Linked DNA regions of Mus musculus: region 1 is linked to region 2. The links are chromatin contacts, called in public HiChIP or PLAC-seq maps. All regions are on one chromosome and are shown on one strand. The core of a region is the stretch at or near the end of the contact, and the rest is flanking DNA. Distances in the headings are between cores, read along the strand shown. Region 1 has its middle 18 kb from the start of Gm32249. Region 2 overlaps Tns4 (tensin 4).

Region 1 (6,372 bases), core at 1,462-3,961, 110 kb before region 2:
GCTACATGAGTTTCAGGCCAGCATGGGCCACACTGTGAGACCCAGTCTCAAAAAAAGAAGGAAGAGAAGAGCCAAGGGGGAGCGGGACCAGAGAAGTTTACAAGCATAGGGACTGCATCTCACCCAAGCATCCTTTCTCTGACAGCACTTCCTGATGGGAAGGTTAAGGGGAGAAGCAATAATCCCAGGGCTGATAGCGCCTGTGATGCGCTGTTACAAACCACCTGAAGTGGCAGGTTAGGAGCCGCCTCTTCTGCTTGGCCTCTAGCGCCCTCTACAGGAGCTTGGCAAGAACTGGCCGCAGGGACCTCGGACAAAATCTGACTCCGCTCAGTTTGAGATTGAGGAAGGGCATTTTACCACAACTGTGGGAAAGTCCCTGGGCTAACTGAAACAAGTTGGTCATCTCGCTAAATAAAGCTGAACCTAAGCTATATACAGGGATCGGACAGGGACCCGTGCGACCCTACCTTCATCTTTACGGTTGAAATGAGAACAGAGAATGAAAATGGGAACTTTCTGACTCAGTCAGTGGGACAGAACGCTGTGTCAGCCGTGGCAGCCCAGGCTGGGCAGAGAGGCTGGTAACTTTAAGTTTCCTTTGGGCCGTTAATCATTGGTCTTTCACTCATTCAACATTATTCAGTATCTGCCAAGAGCCTTACTTGGCTCAGATGAGGTCCAGTGTGATATGGTCCCCGTGCTTTGTCAAGTGGAAGAGCAATTTGAGCATAGGACAGGACCCAGGTGGCTACAGGACCTCCGAGTTGCACACTGGAGCACCAGGGCCAGCTCCCAGGGTAGCCTCTCCCAGTCCAGTGCCCTCTGCTTTGCACTGGAAAAGATTGATTCGGAGTCAGAACAACTTTGAAAGCCCGGAGGCCTGGGTGGAGTGGGGGGTAGGGATAAATCATATAAAAGTGTGTTTTTATACATTCCAGTGTCAGTGTTTGGGAAAGACTGTTCTGTGGCCTAGTTGTATTGAGAATAAGGGTATGTGACATGGATTGTAGATGAGACTGGCTGGGAAGGACACATCATGGTGGCTTTCTCTTACTTCCTTTGGGCTTGGGCTTGGGCTTGGTTAGGGTTTGGAGTCTCAGGACTGGAAGAGGAGCAGGAGGTCACAGTGGTTAGAAGAGGTGCCAGACGTTCTGCTGGACAAAGATCAAGTGCAGGGGCCATTTGTCATTCTTTCGGGGCTAAAGAAAAGCATACTGCCCAGGGTCCCTTCCCACTCACGCTCAAAGACAAGCCCTGGACCCCTGGGCAGGATGACTGCTCCAAGGGTGGGATTCAGTCTGGGCTGAGAACCAGAGCTCTTCCCAGTCTCCTCCCCTCCACTTCTCCCCTCTTGTTCCAGCTTAGCCCTGTCCCATCTCCTTCTCTCTGTTTTCTAAGAGAGAAGGGCCCAGTTCTAAGAACTCTCCGCCAGCCATCCCTCCGAGGGACAGTCATCCTCCTCCTGCCTTCTCTGCCTCACAGGACCACACAGGTGAGAGCCACCCAAGGTTTCTCATTTCTTTCTTCGGTCTTCACGATTCTCCTCGGAGCTGGGCCCAAGGCTCCTGCTGCTCAGAGCTTTCCCCTTTCCCTGGCTCTGCAACACTGATAGCAAATCCTGACTTGCATACAACGGAAGGCAAATCCTGCCTGACAGCCTGTCTGCTCTTCTGTGCTCGGGAAGACACGGGGGTAAAAGAAGAGGTAGGGAGGCGAACTCCACCTGAGGGTCTGGAGAGATAAAGTCTCACGGGGCCAGGATTTTAGACTCAGGGGACCCTTAACCAAGGCCCTTGGGAATGATAGACCAGTTTGTTGGCCTGGGGAGCACACAGAACGCTTTGTAAATGGGCTATGACATTATAGAAATCAACCAAGCCTGCAGGGTTGGGAGGAGGGTTAGTTTTTAGGGTGAGACCGGAAAGATTCTACACAGGTTTGTGCCGGCGACTTCTGTCTCTGTTGGTACACAGTGGGGTGAATGATGGGGGAGTGGAGGGGAATGGTGACCTTTGAAGATGATAACCTCTGACCCCAGAGCCTTGTTTCCAAGTAGATGAAGCTATTACATGTTCTGTGTTCCACCGCTAGTCTCTTTCCTTTAGGTTAACCTGTCCTTCTCTGTCAAGGGCTGCCTTCCCTGGGGAGAAGCCTTGAGCACTGAGATGGGGGTTGAGTGGAGAATTTGAGACAGTGACTTTCTTGATGTCCTAGGGGACTGAATGGACAAGAAGCATCCAGGTGTTTGTGGCCTTACGCAAATGCTCTCAGGCTTTCTGTGAAGTGCCATGCAGGAGGTGACGGAGCTGTGGTATAAGGCCGGCTCTTGTTTGCATTAAGTTGGCCTTGGGTCCCTATGCAGTTGAGAACCTGTTCTGGTGGCTTTTCTTCCTCCTTAATTATCGGGGCCCAATCTGAGTGCCCTGAGAATGCTACCTCTTGTTTATGGTCCTGCAAGGAATCTCAGAAACTCCAGCATCTCCCCAGACTGCATCATTCCCTCCTTCCCAAATGGCCAGACCTGAACCCTCTCCTAGGACTATCCCCCCTGTCAGAAACAAAAAGAATAAAATTGGGGCAGCTCAGAAGTCTACCTTCCACTGGGGGAGCTCTAAGGACCAAATGAGAAAGGCTGTGAATGGGGGAGCAGGCTACAGAAAAGCCCTAAGTGCTCCTCAAACCCAAGGGGGTTTTGGTTGTTGTTGTACTGTAAGAGGTACTGTAAGAGAACTCTCCCCTCTTGTTCTCACTTCCTCTTCTCTGCCTCAGGCCCAGGAAGGGGAAAATCCTTCAGATTCGCAGCTGACATAATAGAACTAAGACAACACTGGTAGAGTTCCATTCTCAACCAAGATTTTCTGAAAGACTCCGCAAAACTGGGTTCTGATGGTCCTATAATGATCATGGCCCTTAAAGAAAAAGAAAAAACAAAACAAAACAAAACACTGGATTGCTGGGCAGTGGTGGCACAAATCTTTAATCTGAGCATCCAGGAGACAGAGGCAGGCAGATTTCTGAGTTCAAAGCCAGCATGAACTACAGAGCGAGTTCCAGGACAGTCAGGGCTGCACAGAGAAACCCTGTCTTGAAAAACAAAATCAAAACAAACAAACAAAATCACTGGATCAGAAGAAACAATGTTAGAAGAACACTAAAGGCCTGCCAGTCTAACACTCCACTATACAGCCCTATGCAGATGTCCTCTAGGAAGGGAGAGTGACAGCCTTTTCCAGCAGCCCTGGAGAAGGCATTGGCCCCAATGTTATGCTAACTGCCTATGCCTACCATCCACTGGTTCTCAGTGTGGCTGTGATGGCATTTCAATTGCACAGAGAACCCAGGAATGCCCCTAGCCTGCTTCCCTTGCAACAGGGTCCAAGGGAAACCAGACTAAAGAATCAATAGAAAAAAATAGGGGTTCTCTGTAACTCCAGCAAGATTGGCACCAATGACATCATTAAGCTTAGGGAAGAGTTCCCCCATCTACTGAGAATCATAAAAAACAGTCATACTGTGTACTTATCCTTCAGGGTTAGCAAAGTTCAAAAGATGGTGCATGTCCCAAGGGGTTGGACTGTGTGAAGGTCATGAGTTGTGGCTGAAAAGTGGCCCTGGCTCACCTTTAAGAGACACTGAGCCTCATCACCTGCTGGATATGAACTACAACAATCTGATGAATGGCTACCCTGATGTTGAGATGCAATTTTGCCAAATCTCTACTTCCAACTACAGAGAGACATTACATGTTTGTCTTCTACCCAAAGATGTGGTCTATACATGTCCTCATAACCTGACTCATGGCAGGGATAGAGAAAAATTTGGTTAATTTCTATCCTTATGTCCCCAATGATGAATATATATCATATATTTGTGAACAAAATCTAGGAAAATGTCCAATGGAAGAGTGGATGGGTAAATGAGTGGCTAGGTTGGTGGGTAGATGGATGGATGGGTGAATGGGTGAATGGATGGATAGATGGATGGATGGATGAATGGGTAGATGGTGGGTGGGTGGATGGATGGATGGATGGATAGATGAATGGGTGAATGGATAGATGAGTAGTTAGATGGATGGGTAGGTAGATGGATGGTGTGATGACCAGGGAGTGACACCATCTGGAGGTGTGGCCTTGTTGGAATAGGATCTGGTTGGAATGGGTGTGTCACTGTGGGTGTGGGCATAAGATCCTAACCCTAGTTGCCTGGATGTCAGTCTTCCACTAGCAGCCTTTGGATGAAGACATAGAACTCTCAGCTCCTCCTGCGCCATGCCTGCCTGGATACTGCCATGCTCCCACTTTGATGGTAATGCTCCCACTTTGATGGTAATGGACTGAACCTCTAAACCTGTAAGCCAGCCCCAATTAAATGTTGGTTTTTTATAAGACTTGCCTTGGTCATGGTGTCTGTTCACCTAACTAAGACAGAAGTATAGATAAATGAGTGGATGGGTAGATGGATGGATGGATGGATGGATGGATGGATGGGTGGGTGGGTGAATGGATTGATATAGGTGTAGATACCAAGTGGTTATAGCCTGAGCCACCTGCTTCTAGGATTTTTGTATTAGAAAATATTAAAAGTCTTGGCCCAGTGCTTCCTCCCCACTTTAGACCATTTGTGTTCCCAGATGAAAGGCATACACAGCCTTCATATTTTTAATATGCCTTAGGCAGTACTGTAGCTAAGCACTTGCTTGCCCTCCATGCTGTTAGAATCTACTTTCCTATCAATACTACTAAGTTTCATCTAGGCTGCTCTTAGCTCCAACTGGCCAGCCCACATGGCCATATTTTTTACAGCTCAGCTAGCCCATGGTGGCTCTTCTTCCTCCTCTCCTCCATGTTCTCCTATTTAATAGTCGCTTCTCCTCCTCTTTCTCTCCCTCCTGGTCCTCCCTTCCAAAGCCTGCAACCCCCCAAATCTCAACCTCACCTATGCCTTTTCTGCCCAGCTATTGGCTACCGGAATCTTTATTCGCCAACCAGAATTAACCTGGAGGCAGGGTCCCAGGGACTACATGCAGACTCCAGGTCTTGGGGGCCTGGACTTAGCATTGCCATAGACAGTAAAAGACAAAACCTCAATACATTCTCTTTCAAGAACCTGTGTTCTTCAATAATAAGAGATGGAAGAAGTAGTTTAATGATAGAGTGCTTTGTGCATGACCCTGAGTTCTGACCCAGTACCGTAATAAGAAAATCAGAGAGAGATGAGTATGCCCTGAAACATAACTAGATGTGGGAAAGGCTTTGATTTCACCTGTCCACGGCACATTTGGAGGACATTGTACCTTTGTGTCTTGCTCCCCATGACCATGGCAACTCTTATAAAGGAAAACATCTAATTGGGTCTTGCTTACAGTTTCAGGGGTTTAGCCCATTTTTATCATGGTGGGGAGCATGGTAGCACAGAGGTACACATGGTCCTGGAGAAGGAGCTGCGGGTTCTACTGTAATGTCAAGGAAGTGTTAGTGAACCCCCAAAGGCCAGACAGGAGCCAATCCTATGTAAATCACACCAGGGCCTTTATTTGAGCCAACTTGGGCTCAGACCACCCCTGACATACAGGATAGTTTTGGTGGAGAGGAGCCCCGAGTATTTATTGGGGTAAGGTTTTATAGAAAGGGGCATGCGGGTGGGTGAGTGTTTCTAGCCTGGCAAGCATCTAATTGGAGAGCTACTCTGGCCTTTAGCATAATGGCTGGTGCTGGGAGTCAAAGCATAGACTTAACTTCTGTTTCCCTCTGCATTGCTGGGTGTTAGGCAGAGGGCGGGCCTGTCAGAAATTAACCTGGAAACACTGGATTTGTTGGGAGAGATTAATCTGGAGACATAGGTCTTGTTGGGGTTCGCCTAGAAACTGGAGCTAGGCTAGGGTTTTGTTGAGGAGTAACTTGGAAACTAATGCTGGCCTGTTAGTTTACCTGAGTTCAAACTTAGGTCAAGCTCTCTAAAATGGAGTCTGAACTTAAAAGGTTCGATCTCTCACTACATCTAGATCCGCAGACAGCATAAAGGAGGAGGGGGAGGGAGAGGAGGAGGAAAGGGGGAAGGAGAGAGGGAGAGGGAGGGGGAGAGGGAGGGGGAGAGGGAGGGAGAGACTGCTACCCCCAGTAGCACTTTTCCTCCAACAAGGCCACACCTCCCAATCCTTTCCAATAGTGCCACTCCCTGGTGAACAAGTATTCAGATCTCTTCACCTGTGGGGGCCACGTCCTTCAAACTACTACCCTCTGCCTCTCACTCTCCATCATTTGACGGTAACTTGCCACTGAGTGGAACTGACCTCTTAGTTTAATTTAAAGCATTTAATGGGAGCAGGTTGCATTATTAAAAGCTTCGGGGATGCCTGACAGCCACTTCACC
Region 2 (6,634 bases), core at 3,795-6,294:
GCCCTTAGAATTCAGATGAGGGTTCTCTTTGCTCTGAGTTTTTGGTAAGGGGATATGCAATGTTCTGATTGACCCAAGATAGGGCCCCCAGATGGCTAGATTCTAGAACCTAGCTCTGACCCCAAGTCACTGTCACCCAACAAACACCCTAATACTCTTTTGTGTGCTTTTCCCTGCAGCAATCAGTCCCTCCCCCACTCAAGCCTCTCCAGCTATCCGTCATCTTCTAGATCCTTGGGAAGTCCAGCCAGCTCATCTTCCAGCCTCCACAGCCTGGACCGAGGGTCTCAGTGTGGGAGACCTAGTGATGCCCAGGCTCCTAGTAACCCCATACTGGGCATGGGCCAGCCCCAAGCAGTGCAGTCTACTCCAGTGGCTAAGGAGCAGGCTAGTAGCTGCCCCGCATCTGTCACCAACTCCATGGCGGACATACCCATAGTGCTCATCAATGGGAGCCCAGAACCACAGTCTCCCCCAGCCCAGCGGACACCAGGACACCAGGACTCTGTCCAGTCTAGGGTTACATCTCCCAGCCACCTCTGTCAAGCCATTAAGAGCCCCAGCAAGACTCTGCCAGATGTTCCTCTCCCTGCATCTCCAGATGGTATGTTGTAATTCAGTACCTCCAGCATAGCACTGTTTAGTTAAGGGGACTAGTCAAAGTCCAAGGGGGACAGGGGGGCTGGAAACAGCCACTTCACACTTTTCTTGACTACCCACTCTATGCCAGGCAGCCTAGAAAACGGGCGATGTGACGCCTAAGTTGCAGCCGGAGGAACGGAGAAGACATTTGTAGGGAGGATTCTGGGATTTGGGTTTCTTTAAAAAACACACAGAAATAGTATAAGCAAGTCTGTTTTAATCCCAGGTGTGGGGTATGAGGCTGCTTTGGATTGTCTGCAGCAGCTGGCTGTGATTTGCCTCTTGCAAATCAGGGCTACAGCTTTGCCAGCTGCGGATAGTTTCTGCCGTTGTGTGGCTTTGGAATTCTGGGAACTTTTCAGAGGGTTTATAAGTGCTAGAGCCCTGGGAGGGGAACTGAGGTTGGTGGATAATGGTTGATCAGGGGAGGTGGGTGTGGCTTGTTAGTAGTCTCGAGCTCAAAAAAAAAAAAAAAAAAGAAAGAAAGAAACAAAATAGCCGGACAGTGGTGGCACGCACCTTTAATCCCAATACTTGAGAGGCAGAGGCAGGCAGATCTCTGAGTTCCAGGCCGGTCTAGTCTACAGAGTGAGCTCCAGGACAGCTGAGACTACACAGAGAGACCCTGTCTGGAAAAAACAAACAAACAAACAAACAAACAAAAAAACAAAAGGAAAGAAATTAGATTCAGGGATCTCTCTCTTTTTCTCTTTCCCTCTCCCTCCCTTCTTCTCTCTCTCCCTCTCCCTCCCTCCTCTCCTTCCTCCCTCCTTCTCCTTGCTCATCTCTCATCTTTCTTTTCTTCTATCTAGTGCTAGGAGGTAAAACCTGGGAGATAAAGGGTGGGAAAAAGAAGAACCCACAAAGTAGCAAAGACCAGCTACAGACATTCCTTGCAGAGACAACTGGGACCTCATAGTTAGAACAATGAGCCCACACAGTATACACAGTAAGGAAACTTCTAGAATGTTAGGTGCAGGTCAATGAGAATAGTAGCAGATTGTATGAGTCCTCAAATGTCAAACTAAAAAGTGGAGTTCCTTCTTGGGACAATAGGGCCATTAGGAAGTAAATCAGGGAAGATGTGTGGTCAGCAGTACAAGCAGAATGATTGACCCGGAAGCTTGGCAGAAGGGTTGCAGGGCTAGAATCAGGGCTGGGCAATTGAGGTAAAGGGAGCCAGGCAACCCTCAGGCTATCTGAGCAAGAGGCTTAGTGACTAACTGGCTGATCCAAGGAGAGCCAGAGGGTGCATCAGTCCTCACTCTGACGTTCACTCATGGATGATGCTGACGATAACATAGAGGGGGCAAACAGAATGGAGACAATACATTCCAACACAGATGGCTGAAAACCACAAAACAGCAAACACCCTCCTTCCTGGAGCCTGTGACTACAGACTTCCAAAGAATCCGAAACAGTAAACACAGGCTGAGCCGAAGCATTCTCTGGGCACATACCTCCCATGCACAGAGACCTGAGGACATTGTCCCAGACACTCCCCCCTCAGCCATCTGCAGGCAGAGCCTGGCTCCTCCTTGGGCTTCCCAAGATGTGTATATGAGCTACTCACTTGTAGTCCCAGATGAGTCACTCCCATAAAAGCAACATAAACAGAAAAAAATGGCACCTCAGGTATGCCTTTAAAACAGCAACAAAAAACTTTTATCATTGTTGCCGGGGTGGGGCAGATGCCACAGGACACACGTGGAAGTCAAACAATGATTTTTTGTTTGTTTTTTGTTTTGTTTTGTTTTTTGAGACAGGGCTTCTCTGTGTAGCCTTGGCTGTCCTGGAACTCACTCTGTAGACCAGGCTGGCCTTGAACTCAGAAATCTGCCTGCCTCTGCCTCCCGAGTGCTGGGATTAAAGGCGTGAGCCACCACGCCCGGCTGCCAATGATTTTTTTAAAAGTGGGTTTAGGGGGGCTGGAGAGATGGCTCAGTGGTTAAGAGCACTGACTGCTCTTCCAGAGGTCCTGAGTTCAATTCCCAGAAACCACATGGTGGCTCACAACCATCTGTAATGGGATCCAATGCCTTCCTCTGGTGTGTCTGAAAACAGCTACAGTGTATTCATAAAAATAAAATAGGGCTGGAGAGATGGCTCAGCTATTAAGAGCACCAACTGCTCTTCCAGAGGTCCTGAATTCAGTTCCCAGCAACCACATGGTGGCTCACAGCCATCTGAAATGGGCATCTGATGCCGTCTTCTGCTGTTTCTAAAGACAGTGACTATGTACTCACATATATGAAATAAATATGGCCGGAGCGAGCGAGTGGGGTAGAAAAAAGTGGGTTCAGGGGATCAAACTCAGGTTGTCAGACCTGCATCACAACAGCTATTCCCCACGGAGCCATCTTGCCAGGACTGTTGTCAGCTTTCGTGATAGGGTTTCATTCTGTAGTCAAGCTGGCTTTGTGCTCAATGCTGTCCCCCTGCCTTGGCTTCCCAAACACTGGGATCAGAGCCATGCACCACCAGTTCTGGTTTTATGTTGTGTTAGGGATCAAACTCAGGGCCTTGTGCATGCTAGGCAAGCACTCTGTGCAGTGAGCTCCAGCTCCAGCTGGATTTCCCTCCAGGAGCTACTTGGAGAGACCCGGGAGATCTTCCTGGGCTCAGGAAGGATGAGCAGAATGGGATCTCCGGGAAGAGGATCAGGGCGGGTCTCCTGCACTTTCTATAGTCGTCTCCTAGCAACCCTCTATCCAGTCTACAGCGCGCCTCTTCTCTGCCTGTCTCCAGGTCCTGCCAAGGACATGCAGCCCACCATGAAGTTCGTGATGGACACATCAAAGTATTGGTTTAAGCCAAGCATCACTCGAGAGCAAGGTAAAGCCAGGACTGGGTCCCAGAGGACAGGCCACTCAGTAATCATATCAACTCAGTAACCATGCGAAGCAGGCAGATGGGGCCCCAGGTCATGGTTAAAAAAAAAAGCAGGTGACAAACAGCAGGCAGCGGAAGTGTGGGTGACCTGCTGGCCTCATTAGGAAATAACCAAAACATGCAGAAAGTAGACTGGAGAAAGACTTCCTGGGGACAAATGGTTGTGTGACATCCCTATGCGGATGGGATTAGAGAGTGGGAGAGTGGATGGCCTTCTAACTGAAGACTGTTTCAGCAATCAATCTCCTGAGGACGGAGAAGCCGGGTGCCTTTGTCATCAGGGACAGTTCCTCCTACAGAGGCTCCTTCGGCCTTGCCCTGAAGGTACAGGAGACTTCCGCATCTGCTCCAAACCGACCAGGTATGTATGTACATCTTTTGCTTGATCACCTTGGAGCCCCCACCATGGTTGACTCTGCCCCAGCTTGACAGTGACTATCAGGGTGACTCCAGGGAGGACAGTCTACCTCTCAGCTCTCCCAGCCCACCCTCTAGCACCTAGGCACCATGGAGACCAACTCTGAAAGCCTGAGATGCCCCTGCCTCCCCAGATTCCCTATTCCACCCTTGAAAAAAGGTCCCAGCCTCTCCTCAGGCTGCTGTCTTCTGGGCACCTCTGTCTAGCCTGGACTCATCTCCAGGAACCTAATATAACTAATGTATTTGTGGGCTTATCACACTCCCGATAGCTTATCATTCATAAAATAATTTGCCATGTGTTCAGTAGCTCATCCTGTGTGAGAGAGCTTAACATGTGTGTAATGGCCCACCTATAATCTCACGTGGTCATCTGGTAACTCAGCACACGTCTCTTGAGAGATCTAGAAGATCTATCTATACCAGGCCCTGTGTAAGGAACCAGGCATGTGTATAGAGGGCTCGCGCACAGAAACTACCTTACTGGGGAGGCAGATGAGAATAAATCATGCCAGTACTACAAAGTCCCAGGGTAGTAGTCCCCTCACTTAACCCAATTAGGAGTGAATGACCTCCAAGGAATTTAAGGTGTAGAATGAGGGTAGACCCCCCAACCTTGTCCTGTTAACAGGGATTTGGGGAGTTGGCTCAGAGGTAGAAGTATTGCTTAACATGGGTTGTAGCCACAGCATAATGTTGGGAGTGGGGGATTCAGCAACTTCTGGGGCAGGCTTCGATTTTCAAAGAAGCCTTGCAAGAGGCAATGAGCCCAGATGAAGGAGTAAGCTGTGGTGGGTGGGGTCAGAGCCAGCTCTGCTCCAACAGGGATGAGCTGATAGGAAATAATGGCACCTGGGATGGGTGGGTGAGTTTCAAAATACAGACCCCTCTGTGCAAACGTGCTAGCACCTTGGAGTCCATGAAAACAGGTTTCCTATCTGCACCTCCACGGGGAGGCAGAGGGTATCATGACAGCCTGGGGTAGACCTGGGAGAAGTGGGCAGGGCCAAGCTGGCCAGGGTCTGGCTAACACAAGGATCTGAAACAAAACTCCTTCCTTCTTTGTCTAGGCGAGGACAGCAGTGACCTTATCCGTCACTTCCTGATTGAGTCTTCGGCCAAAGGAGTACATCTGAAAGGAGCAGATGAGGAGCCCTACTTTGGTAAGCCTCCCCAGCCACTAGCAGCCTCCCCAGCCACTAGCAGCCTCCCCAGCCTCCCCAGTCTCCATGCCTCTGGGCTTGGCTTCCTGCACTGTGAAGGGGTCTGAGAAAGCTCTACTCACTGAGAGTTCCCTTCTCCCTTGCAGGGAGCCTCTCTTCCTTCGTGTGCCAGCACTCCATTATGGCCCTGGCCCTGCCCTGCAAACTCACCATCCCACAGAAAGGTAGGTCAAAGCTGTCGGTCCCACTAAAAAGGCTTCCAGTGGCTACTTCAACCTTGTTTATGAATTTTATTAGGGCCAGTGTGGCATGTGCTTGCTCTGGACCAGGTCCGTGTGGTCCTCCACTTCCCGCCTGTGAGAATTTAAGGATGTTTATGCTTCTGAGCCTCGGTGCCACTGCCATGCCATGCCATTCCCCACCACCACCACCACCACCCACACACACACACACACACACAAATAAGAACAACCATCGACCAGATTCAGTGAGATTTTTCAGGCCAGGCTTACTACACAGTGCCTGGTTCAGAGTAGACCTTAGGGCAGTGTTTCTCAGCCTGTTTTGGTTAAGGGTTGAGCCACCCTTTCACAGGGGTCTCGTATCAGATACCTTGTGTATCAGATGTTTACATGACAGTTCATAACAGTAGCACACTTACAATTACGAAGTAGCCATGAAAGTAATTTTATAGTGGGGGTCACCACAGCATGAGGAACTGTATTAAAGGGTCGAAGCCTTAGAAAGGTTGAGAGCTGCTGCCTTAGAGAGTCAGCAGCCTTCTTTGAAAGGATAAAAGAGCCTAAATCCAACAGCTGACGAACGCGTCTGATGTTATTCTCCAAACGTACGCCACTACCACCCCCTGTATAACTCTTGCCTACTGCCCCATTTCATTGGTAACAAATGAAGCTGTGGCCTTTGCCTATAATCCCAGCAGGATGACCAGGAGCTTAAGGCTACAGAGTGAGTTCTAGTTCAGTCAGCACAATATAATAAGACTGATAAAAAATAATAATTTTTAAAAAATGTCTGGCAGTGGTGCTACAATGCCTTTAATCCCAGCACTCAGGAGGCAGAGCCTGGTGGGTCTCTGTGAGTTCAAGGCCAGCCTGGTCTACAGAGAGAAACCCTGTTTTGTGGGCAGGGATGGGGGTGGGGAGTGGGGGTAGAGGGGACCCCAAGCCCAGGTCAGCAGCCTCATCCACTGGAGCTTCTGGACCAATGGGTCATCTCAGTTGCGCAGGAATGAAGGTGAAGAGGGGACAGGAAGAGCCAGCCCTAAACAAGCGATGGAGACAGCATCCCTACTCTTGAAAGAGGGGGCTAGGATGGGGTCCAAAAGAAGAAGTCTGGGGCTTGTGAGGAAGTGGTCTGAGCAGCGGGGCCAGGACCTGGGAGGCCGGGGATAGAGGTAGGAAGGGATCAAAGACTTGCAAACCAGGTAAGGTTGTCCTTGTTTCTGTAATTGAGGCAATCACACCTGGCTTCCCAGCCTGTCATCCCTGTGGGAGGCTGTG

Evidence for each region. HiChIP or PLAC-seq counts read pairs in DNA pulled down with a chosen protein or histone mark.
Region 1: an H3K27ac HiChIP or PLAC-seq map of bone marrow-derived dendritic cells shows a contact between it and region 2, with 2.4 times the contacts expected there. The contact joins two enhancer-like sites. A contact is called at or near these places in 1 of 115 datasets of contacts at active chromatin or transcription factors (bone marrow-derived dendritic cells) and 3 of 9 other capture datasets (adipose tissue, liver and pancreatic islet).

What each region holds. Positions count from the first base shown.
Region 1 is chr11:99,183,375-99,189,746 of GRCm38.p6, reverse strand. No RefSeq gene overlaps it. Among named protein-coding and RNA genes, the nearest start is that of Gm32249, 18 kb to the right of the region's middle. Within about 2 kb of position 2,711, at least 35 of the 459 cell types and tissues checked have an H3K27ac peak or open chromatin away from gene starts, as enhancers often do. A contact at or near this core is called in bone marrow-derived dendritic cells, where this site is marked.
Region 2 is chr11:99,072,376-99,079,009 of GRCm38.p6, reverse strand. It overlaps Tns4 (tensin 4), which reads left to right. Exons shown (of 13, transcript NM_172564.3): 4 at 180-604; 5 at 3,391-3,477; 6 at 3,770-3,895; 7 at 5,022-5,114; 8 at 5,261-5,338. Among named protein-coding and RNA genes, the nearest start is that of Tns4, 14 kb to the left of the region's middle. Within about 2 kb of position 5,044, at least 34 of the 459 cell types and tissues checked have an H3K27ac peak or open chromatin away from gene starts, as enhancers often do. A contact at or near this core is called in bone marrow-derived dendritic cells, where this site is marked.